2 separate regions of the Sus scrofa genome follow, and region 1 is linked to region 2. Evidence: chromatin contacts called from public Hi-C data. All regions are on one chromosome and are shown on one strand. Each heading gives the region's core, a stretch centred on a gene start, on an enhancer-like site or on the middle of the called end of the contact. The rest is flanking DNA. Distances are from core to core; before and after follow the strand shown.

Evidence for each region. Hi-C and Micro-C count contacts between places; a contact is called where the count stands out from the background.
Region 1: a Hi-C map of liver shows a contact between it and region 2, with 2.0 times the contacts expected there. The contact joins two enhancer-like sites. A contact is called at or near these places in 4 of 47 Hi-C or Micro-C datasets (fetal liver and liver).

What each region holds. Positions count from the first base shown.
Region 1 is chr8:17,927,782-17,932,972 of Sscrofa11.1, reverse strand. All of the region lies in intron 2 of PPARGC1A (PPARG coactivator 1 alpha), which reads left to right. Among named protein-coding and RNA genes, the nearest start is that of PPARGC1A, 17 kb to the left of the region's middle. Within about 2 kb of position 1,897, at least 15 of the 83 cell types and tissues checked have an H3K27ac peak or open chromatin away from gene starts, as enhancers often do. A contact at or near this core is called in fetal liver and liver, where this site is marked.
Region 2 is chr8:17,790,675-17,796,237 of Sscrofa11.1, reverse strand. No RefSeq gene overlaps it. Among named protein-coding and RNA genes, the nearest start is that of PPARGC1A, 150 kb to the left of the region's middle. Within about 2 kb of position 2,022, at least 7 of the 83 cell types and tissues checked have an H3K27ac peak or open chromatin away from gene starts, as enhancers often do. A contact at or near this core is called in fetal liver and liver, where this site is marked.

The sequences.
Region 1 (5,191 bases), core at 648-3,147, 140 kb before region 2:
GGAATTATAGCTTTTACTAAAAAGATTAAAATGCTATTATGCAAATGATTGCAGTATGTTATTATGTTTACAAATTAACATCCATGGCTCAACACACAAATTAACTAACTATTCTATCTATGTTATTAAGGATTTAATAAAGTAACTGTTAATAAAAATGGGTAGCTTGGAACACTGAATAGGAAACCACTGTGATTTAACACAGAACTCAAGCATTGTGTTTAATGTTCTAGGTGATATAATGGTAAAATAAAGTTGAGCAAAGCACAAAGCAAAGCTGGGACCATGGAGCCGCAGAGCTGCCTGTCTGAGACGCTGATGGCCGTGAACTAAATAGCTTCGGGCTACACTATACAGTGGGCGGCATACAGTAAATCTAAGCAAAGCACGCGCACCACCTTCTATTAATAAATAGTTCATTGAAATGATAATCGCCCTCCCTTACATGTCTGATATGTTCCATACACACGGAGAATACTTACATTATTCTAAAATGGAGCTCAGAGCAAATTTTGCTATAGCGAATGGGATTTAGCTGCAGAATATCGCCGTGTGATAAAAGAGGAGAAGGCTAGGTTCAGACTCAGATGGCTTTACAAACAGGCTGCAAATTGCTATTCCTGGCTGTTCATAAGAGATCATAAAAGCAAGGAGATAAGAACCGCCAGGGTCTCTGAGAAATGAATGTATGTGATTATGTTATCTTATGGGTTGGATTTACTAGACAGACCGACAACACTTTCACTTCAGTCTGACAGGAAAAGGAGAAAGAGATGTCGATTTGAATAGCAAACTTTGTCAGAGCGTGCAAGTCCCAATACGTCATCATTAAAATCTTTTAAAAGTGGTCGAGGATGCTGGTCAGTGACTCCATTGCTAGACCTCAAAACAAGAGCGAAGGGTGTTACCTGATCTTCAGCAAACAAACAAAGAAACAAACAGATTCCTGAAAATCCTGGAGCAACGTCGTTCATATTCGACATGTTTTAGGTTTATGTTTCTCAGTCGTCAGATACAGATGTGGAAGCTTCAGTGTAAACAGTACCCATTTTCAGGTCAGGTCTACCCCAAACCAAATTTAAACGAAATAATAAACCATGGTCCTTTTAGATCCACTGACCCAGGGCAACCAGCCTGGGCTTTTTAGCAGGAATATCTGGGTGAACTTAAAGAGACGAGGGAGCAGGGAAGCAACTACAAACTTGGTCAAGGTTTGTGTCCTTGCATACAATACAAGCAATTTATTTTGTTCCGAATAGCACCTCTGTCGTGGGGAAACTGCTTATGCAAATTTGTGATATCTAGCTTGAGCAAGGTGCCTGGTTCCCTCATTTCCTTCCACATTTGGATAAATTGTGTTGTTCTTCACTCTTCCAAATTTGTCCTTGTGGAAAGGGAACACTTGCAAATTGGTTAAAGCTTGCGAAGAGGAAGAAAGCGGGGGAGAGGAAGGAGGAAACACTTGGACCAAAAACAGTGGCTGGGACAGCTTAGCATTCGATGGTTTGTGGCCTTGTCCGGTTCCCAGGCACCTGATCGAGAAAGTGGTACAATCCTGTTATGCAGGCATTCCGGAGCGCTTGCCAACATTCACCTGACATGACCAAGGTTTAAAGTACTGGCAGTAACTTTACACAGCAGAGGGGAAATGCGTGCCTGGGGTGTGTGTGTGTGTGTCAAGGGGGAGGGGGGGTGCAGGGGGGTGCGCCTGCTTGCATACACATCCACATTCTTTTTTTTTTTTTTAGAAAAAAAAAAAGCGATGCTTGCCATAGCAGGGTGGTAAAATAATTAGTCCAGCAGACAAATGTCTTGGCCCATGTTTAAACAGAGCTTTAAGGACACAGTGTTCTCACCAGTCAGATATCTAAATACAAACCAGTGTCAGCTGCCACGCAGACCAAAATGTAATAGCCTGCTTTCACAGGGGTCATCGTCAATCCATTTTGGTCGTGGCCACACTGCACATCTGTTTCTGCGCTGCAGCTCCTTAAGGTGGCATTGGACTTCATCAGAACACAAACATCCCAGCTATAAATTGCCACTGCTGGAGTGCCTTTGAATAAGTGTATACTGTTTCATATTTATAATGGTGAGGCTTCATAATATTCACAGTGAATATATAACACCGATCAGTTCAACAAGCATGAAATTGTATGTTGTCAACTTGTCACATAAATAGAGTCATATTCCGGCTTGCGATAATGTTGAACTAACATTTTTTTCCCCCATAATTGTTGAGAGGGTCACCCAAAAGTGGGGAGGTAGCACTTCCTTTGGTCGATAAACAGTTGGGGCTATTGTAAAGTTGATATTACCGTTGATGGGTTCCTTTGCTCCCCTCTCTCCAAAGTGCTTGCTTTTCTTGGGTGAATGCTAATTGGCTAATCTGGTGTGTTTCTTCTGTCATCCAGTGGTATCATTTTCAGCCAGTGCTAGAAGGCTTTTTTTGGGTTGTGTATGTGTGAGTAGCTTTTTTTGTTCTCCTTTAAAACATTTTTTTTTTCTATTCTTGTAGCGCAAATCAGTGCTAATTGTCATGAAATTCTCTAACCATCCTCTGGCAAGCTCTCTCGTTCATTTGCACTCCAGTTAACTCTTAATTCATTACCAGAATCCCGGGTCATAGTGAAGGCTGGACATTTTGATCAGACTTTCTCATGATAGAGAATTTAGAGAGATGCGGCAAAGAAATGATTGCACCAAATGTGCAACTTGCTTAAAGGAGAAAGTGCGGGGGGAGGTGGGGGGCAAATGAAACCGACGCATCGGTCGCCGGGGAGCAACTACAGAGACCAATTTCCACAGTGGCTGATATTTCAGCACCAGAGGCATGAGAAGAAACGGATGCCAAGTACTTTTTCACTTTTGAGAAATTCTTCGATGTGTTCAATCCTCCCCATCTTCCTTCAAATGGCCCGGAGTCAGAAAGTGTTGCCAGCTCTCTCTGCAGTCATGTGAATTTCCCTGGTTAAAGTGGCTGACTTTAAAACCTCAGGATGGTGCTTTAGGAGGTGTGGATTACCAAAGGGTATTACTAACTCCGATGTTTTCATCCCATATCGTGTGTGGTGTGGATGGTCATGTTTTCACGTAGAAGAAGCCATTTGTCCGCCAAAGCTCCTGGTCTCCAGAAATATTTTCACATTTCTTCAGGCTTCTGGTTAAAAGTTCCTCTCTTCTCTCACTGATGTCTCTATCCATTCCTCAAAAAATGATTACCGTCAACCATTAGCATGCCCATTAGCATGTCACTTCCTGGGGATACAGTGGTTCCATGCAGACAAAGTCCATGGCGCCATGCTGCTCATGGCTGATGATGAAGATGCAGCTTGAGAACCCAGTAAGATACAGTCTCTGATAGAGAAAGCCAAGCAGGGACTTTCTCCACTGGCCTGTTGTCTTGATCATCGATCACAGATAAATTCTGCCTTTCTCAGGGGGTGGGGGGGGTTCATTTACCATCTTCAGAAGTGCCTTCTCCTGGAAGTGGAATTTGGCTGGAGAACATTTCCCTTGGCTAATGGGACCTTCTGTTCCAAACCAAGGGCCCTGGGCACAGCGTCTGGCAAATGCAGGGCAGTGGGACAGAATATTTGAAATGGGGAGATCTGGCTCTACCGTGCCCTACACACAGTGTGTTGAGAAAAACAGCAGTTTGCTCATGGGGATTGCTGAGGGAAGACCAGAAGAAGGAGCCTTCAGGGAAGAGAGAAAGGCTGTCAGCAGAAGGTTCTGCAACCAGGGTGCACAGCTGATGTGAGTGGAATGCTGAGTCCCTGGCAATGCAGGTGGGTGCCTTTGGGTGAAAATGATTCTGCACTATTTGAGGCCTGTCAGCCTTTCTCTGCGAGAATGGTATTTCCTGCTGGAAGGACTGACGCGCTTTTTTGCCTCTCTGCGACATCTTGAATGTGGGGCCTTCTCTGTGTTGTCTCATGGACAGTCCTTCCCTGGGACTGTCTGGCCTTGGGCGATGAGGCAGGCATGAGAAGAAGGCTCTGTACCCCTTTCCTCTTCTCTTGGGAGGTACCAAGCTTTACATCTCTACTGAGCCTGATTCACTTAGATCGTTTTCACGTCCCGGTAATTCTCCAGCTTCAATTTCTTCTCACCAGTCCTTTCTGAGAAGTTGATTTCTGCTTCTGAATGCTGCTTACATAGGGGAAAAGGCACCTCTATTATAGGAATGCCCTTGGTTTTTCCATGGACGCTTGGCCTAAGGACATTGGCTTCCCTGGGTGCCATCTCATTTGTTCAGATGTGAAGTTGGAGCTTCTGTAGTCCAGACATAGCTCTCCCGGGTGTCCAGGGATCCTCGCCAACTCAGATCCTGTCCAGAAATGTTCTCATGTCAGGATCCTCTCGTGTCTTGCCAGCACATGCTTAGCAGGGACACCCTGATCTCCCCTGAGCCTCGTCTATCAGCCTGCCTTTTCTTCTGGGCAGGGCTGCTTGATGGGCAGGCTCGCCTCCTGTTCCTACTGAAGAAGAGTCTGGGCAAACGCTGGAATGCCGCGGTGCCGCCTGGGATAAGTGACTTCTTTCCCCCTGCTGGTCCTCAGTTCCAGGACTCTGCATGCAGTAGATTTGAGAGTTATATTAGGTCACAGTGCCACTTTCGAGCTCCTTTAATCCTATCACCCGGCAATCCATGTAGCTGAGGTGGCTGCCCTGGTCCTGAAGGAATTTGTGTCAATTTCTCCTGGGACAAATCTAGTCTGGGCCACTTGGCAATATTTGTTCCAACTGCACATTTTGACAAAGACGTTTTGGCCACACAGAGCCAGAGAATTTGCTGCGTGCTGATGTGTTTGGGGGGAACTGAATGTTGCCTGGTCTTGGCAGATAACTGAGTCTGGCGATCTATGTGGCATGATCCATGCCCTGTTTAATTTGTCTTTGAATGGCAAATGCGTTTCTTCTCTGAGTCAGCAAAAGCCTTGATACCCTCCAGTGGTACTGGGTGACTTCTCTGTGATACAGAAAAACAAAACTTGATCCTACTTTTTTTCCCTTTAGTGGCTGGTTCATTTTTATTTCCAGCGACGTTTCATCGCTGAAAGAGAAGATGTATGTTCCATAGATGGGATGCAGTTTTACTTAATCACAGTGGTTATTTTTATAATTCGCATTAGGAGACCTCATTTCTCTGGCCATTATTAACTTAGTGTTATTAATTGTCTGAAAC
Region 2 (5,563 bases), core at 773-3,272:
TATTTATTATGTTCTAGATAGATCCAGCATCTAGCTAGGTACATCAGCTAGATGCTGGGTGTTGTCTTAGCTTTGACCTTGTGGGAGAGTTCCATTGTCCAGTGGAGGAGACAGAAGTTAGATCATTAGCTAATATGCAAGAAGAAAAAGGTTCTATGGGAGAGGAAGGAAGGGAGAAAATTCATGGGAATGGTAGATTGGGGAAAATTTTTACAGATGAAGAACCATTTGTGTAGGATCTTGAGGAGACGTTTGTCAGGCAGGGAATAAGGGAAAAGAAAGAGCAAAGACCATTCAGAAGGCCTTGAAAATCTCAGTTCGGTAAGGGAAGGGTCTTTTTTTTTTTTTTTTTTTTTTTTTTTTTTTTGCTATTTTTAGGGCTGCACCCACGGCACATGGAAGTTCCCAGACTAGGACTTGAATCAGAGCTACAGCTGCCAGTCTATGTGCCACAGCATAGCAACGCCAGATCCAAGCTGCGTCTGTGACCTATACCACAGCTCGCGGCAACGCCGGATCCCTGACCCACTGAGTGAAGCTAGGGATCGAACCCACATCCTCATGGATACAAGTCAAATTTGTTTGCACCGTGCCACAATGGGAAGTTTGGGAAGGATCATTCTTGTGTGTGGTTGGAAGGCCTGTGTTTGAGACAGACAGGGGAGAGAGAGAAATCTGGTGATTTGTTCTTGGGCCCTGGTTTTGAAAGCTCTCGTATGCTCACATAATGAGTCTGGACGTTCTCTTATGCCCAGTAAGAAATCATAAAACTTTCACAGAAAGTGTGATCAAATGTTTGTGTTATAAATATAACTATGTAAGATTATTGAAGGACAGAGAAAGGAACACTAGGGAGAAATTTTAAAAGGCTAATTAACTTGAAGGCATCTTTGACTTCCTCTTTTGTAACACTTCACATAGAGGGTCACCAATTCCTAGGAAATTTCTTTTAAATCATGTGTTTGCTTTCTGTCTTACTGCCATTTCCATGGTCCTGCACTTCCTCTTCTTTTAAGTGGGATGTTGACTTAGCCCTTAGCTCCCTCTTCCAACTTCCTGGTCTCTTGCCACTCCATTAAGGAGCCACCATGAAATCCAGGGCTACAGTTTCCCTTCGCATGCACAAAATCTCAGTTCTTCTGGTCTGCCGTATTTCACATCTTTCCTTAGGCAGAGGAGGGTTGTTCTTTGCCTGAAGCTGAGCTTTATAGGAATGGTGGATGCCTCCTCATTGGTTTGACCCAAATGGACTAGAATGGGCAGAGATTCTGATGCCTCCACTCTTCAGGATAGTCTGGCAGGACCTGACATGACTGGGGTCCAAGCAGGTCACCTGGGACCACACACTGAACCTCTGCCTCTCTTTACCCTCGTGACTCTTATAGGTGCTGCCATTTTATGTGTTTGCTAGAATGTGAAAACATATCGAGAATCATTAGAAAGGCAGAATTGCTCTTGGGGGATAAGGCTGTAGAAAGGAACAGTGCAGAGTTAGAGAAATACGCTGTAGTTGAACATTTCCCACACGAGACTGGAAAATTTCCAGAGATCCGAATTCTGTTCTTGATTCTCTTTATAGCTTGTTTTATGACCTTGGCCAAGTCAATTAACCTTTCCATTCCTCAGGTTGACCTTAAGTCAACTTAGAATAATATATCCCTGGCTGCCTGGCTCCCAGGCATGTGAATTTGAAAGAGTTAATGAGAGAAAGTTTAGAAAGTGTCCAAACCACTGTTTATCAGAAAGTCTACAGTCTGTTGTGATAGGCAATCTCTCGAGTGCGTGCGCTAGATAGCACAGGGTTATGAAATCTTGGTAAGAAAGATTATTCGGCACAGTTATCTCTTTTTCTTGAAAGCCCTCCACTTACAGGTCAATGAGCACCTACGTACCAGGTGATATTCAAGGTTAGAGGAAACACATGTCTAACTCCTGTATTGTAGAAAATCAGTTAATTACAGGGCAACCTGTTCTTAACAGCCCCTGAAGGCACTGCCTGACCTTGTACCAGGCCTGTGAAACGACACGTTCCCAACAAGGAAGTAACCGGACTCGCAAGGGCTCTTCATGTATCCAGGTATTTACAAGGGTAGCTAAATGCAGCCGTTACAGTTTCCTTGGAAAGTCACCACCCATCCTCTCTCTGTGTGATTTCTCAACTTTGCCCAGAATAAATAGCTGCAAATAGAAGTGGGAGTTTGCCTGGGTATCGATTGGTTCAGGTCAGGCCAAGGGTGCAATGAGACCATCTTATCTCTCGTATATAGTGAGGCTGGGCCTGGCATAACCTGCAGATGCACTGGGAGAGCAGGGAGAGGACCTGTTTTCAATGTCACACTGAAATCACATGTCTTTTAGGAGAGGAGAAGGAATATCTGTCAGCACATGTTGATCGGTACCCATGGTTTAGAGACTTTCTTGTCAGTCTCCACTAAGATTAAACTGTCGTGGACTCTTTGACTCAACAATTTCACTTCACGGCCCTACAGAAACAAGGACACATGTGTAAGAAAAACATGAATATGGGCAAAGATTCTAGCACACTTTGTAATTAAAAACAGTCAGGGAAGTACCTTGTAGATGAGAAATGGCTAAATAACGATGCGGTATTCATACTGTGAGATATAATGGAACAACTTAAAAGAATGTGGAAGGCGAATGCTTCCTCTAACAGCAAATTTTATTTTATTTTTTTCCTCTAAAATGTACTGTGAATCTGACCAATTTTCATCAATTCCACCACAGGCATCCTTATTCAAGAACAATCTACTGTGGTTCCTGTTAACTAGGATTTGACAATAGCCTCCTGACAGACCCTCCAACTTTCTCCATCACCTCCGATAGCCTGTTTTCCACGGAACCACCAGAGTGCTCCCTCTAAATGGAAATGGGGTCCTATCTTGCCGATGGTTTCTCATGACGCTTAGAACAACACCTATGAAACTGTATGCCATTTGAGCCCTGGCTATCTCTTTGTATAAATTTTTTTAACTTTTTCTTCTCCCTTGCCTACCCCATGTTACATAGCAGGTGCTCAGCAAAACATGGCCAAATCAGTGAAAGATGGGCTCAGTGTGCACAAAAATAGAAATATCAGCAAAACATCAAGGCTGTCATATGGCTAAACAGTGGCTATCAATTTGAATGCCTGGGTTCCAATACTAGCTTCGTCACCTAATGTTTAACTGCGTAGTCTTGGGCGAGTTAGTAAATTCTGTGTGTCTTAAATTTCCTCTCTAAAATGAGGGATTAGGAAGGTGATCTAGCCCACAAAAGTGCTCTGAGGATTAAGTAATCAATTTATGTAAAGCTCTTAGAGCCATGTCTCATATCTCTGTTAATATGACATCGTAACTATTTGAAGGCCCTCTGACATTTTGGTTTTGTCTTTTCAATGTTATTGGATTATAGTTGATTTACAATGTTGTGTTATTTTCAGGAGTATCACAAAGTGAATCATTTATACCTATATCCATTCTTTTTCAGATTCTTTTCCCATACAGAGGTCCTGCGCTAAGCAACAGGTCCTGTTGCTTACCTATTTTGTGTATAGCAATGTATAAAAAAAAACCCTCTAATTATCAAACTTAGGGTCACCAAAGGGGAAACGTCAGGAGGAGGGATAAACAAGGAGTTTGGTTCTTTATACTTTCACTACGTTGTGTGTTGTGAGTGCTATTTTATACAGTGTGGCCAGGAGAGACTAATGGATAAGATGATTTTAGTTGTGATCTTAAGGCCATGAAGCTGAGGACCATGCAGCTTTCTGGGGAAAGACTATTTAGGCAGAGGGAATATTTAGAGGGGATGTGCTGAGGTGGGGACACTTTTGAGGGCTTTCTATAAAACGCTACCCGTTTAACGATCCGGCGTTGCCGTGAGCTGTGGTGTAGGTTGCAGACGCGGCTCGGATCCTGCGTTGCTGTGGCTCTGGCGTAGGCCGGTGGCTACAGCTCCGATTGGACCCCTAGCCTGGGAACCTCCATATGCCGCGGGAGCGGCCCAAGAAATAGCAAAAAGACAAAAAAAAAAAAAAAAAAAAAAAAAAAAAAAAAAAAACGCTACCCGTGAGACATGAGATGGTGAAGATATAAAGTAAAAAAAAAAAAAATACATAGGGACTTCAAAGAGTGATGATGCAATATGAATGCAGACCTACTGTGAGTGACATGCAGCTCTAAGTGTCTATATCTATCAACCATTTAATCCTCTTCACTGTTCCGAGAAGTGGGAACATTCCTGAATGTTCCAGGTGAGTCGAGAATACCAGAGACCAGGGAATGGAGAGGATGTGGGTGGGAGGAGGGTCGGGAATGATGAGGGGAGGTGAGCTGTTAGAGAATGCAGGCCTTTGGGGGCCACGGTAAGGGCTTTGGATTGTACCAGGAGTGAGCCAGGAAGCTGCCGGAGGGCTGGCATTAAAAAGACTGAGGAGGAGTTCCCGTCGTGGCGCAGTGGTTAACGAATCCGACTAGGAACCATGAGGTTGCGGGTTCAGTCCCTGCGCTTGCTCAGTGGGTTAACGATCCAGCGTTGCCGTGAGCTGTGGTGTAGGTTGCAGACGCGGCTCGGATCCTGCGTTGCTGTGGCTCTGGCGTAGGCCAGTGGCTACAGCTCCGATTGGACCCCTAGCCTGGGAACCTCCATATGCCGTGGGAGCGGCCCAAGAAATAGCAAAAAGACAAAAAAAAAAAAAAAAAAAAAAAAGACTAAGGAGCACAGGGAGCAAGCAGGGGCATGTCTGTTAGAAGGACGGTGAGATGGTGGGGGCTTGCCCATGAGTAGAGGGCATATATTCTGATGATAGAACTGATGGGTTTGGCTAAAGAAATGGAATCAGTGTGCGAGAGACAGAGAGACATCCGAGATGACATCCAGGCTTCCGATTGAGCAGTGTGATACACTTGGGCTGCTGGTTATTCTAGTTACTGAATGACTACTGGAGGAGCATTTAGGTAGCCTGGAGGCACCAGGAGCCTGAATCAAGAATTTGGGGAGTAGTTCCTGTCATGGTGCAGCAGAAGCAAATCTGACTAGGAACCATGAGGTTGCAGGTTCAATCCCTGTCCTCGCTCGGTGGGTTAAGGATTCATTGTTGCCGTGAGCTGTGCTGTAGGTCACAGATGCTCAGATCTGGCATTGCTGTGGCTCTGGTGTAAGCTGGCAGCAACAGCTTGGATTATACCCCTAGCCTGGGAGCCTCCATATGCCTCTGGTGAAGACAAAAGACAAAAAAGAAAAAAAAAAAAGAATTTGGGGAGTTCCCACTGTGGCTCCATGGGTTAGGGACTTGACATAGTATCTGTGAGGATGTGGGTTTGATCCCTAGCCTCACTCAGTAAGTTAAGGATCCAGGGTTGCTGCAAGCTGCAGTATAGTTTGCAGATGCAGCTAGGATCTGGTGTTGCTGCGGCTGTGGCATCGGCTGGCAGCTGCAGCTCCAATCCCACCCCTAGCCTGGGAACATCCATATGTCACAGGTCCGGCCAACAAAAGCAAAAAAAAAAAAAAAGAATGTGGTTGTGACCTTGCGTTGGGATTGTAAAACAGGTAAATGGATAGC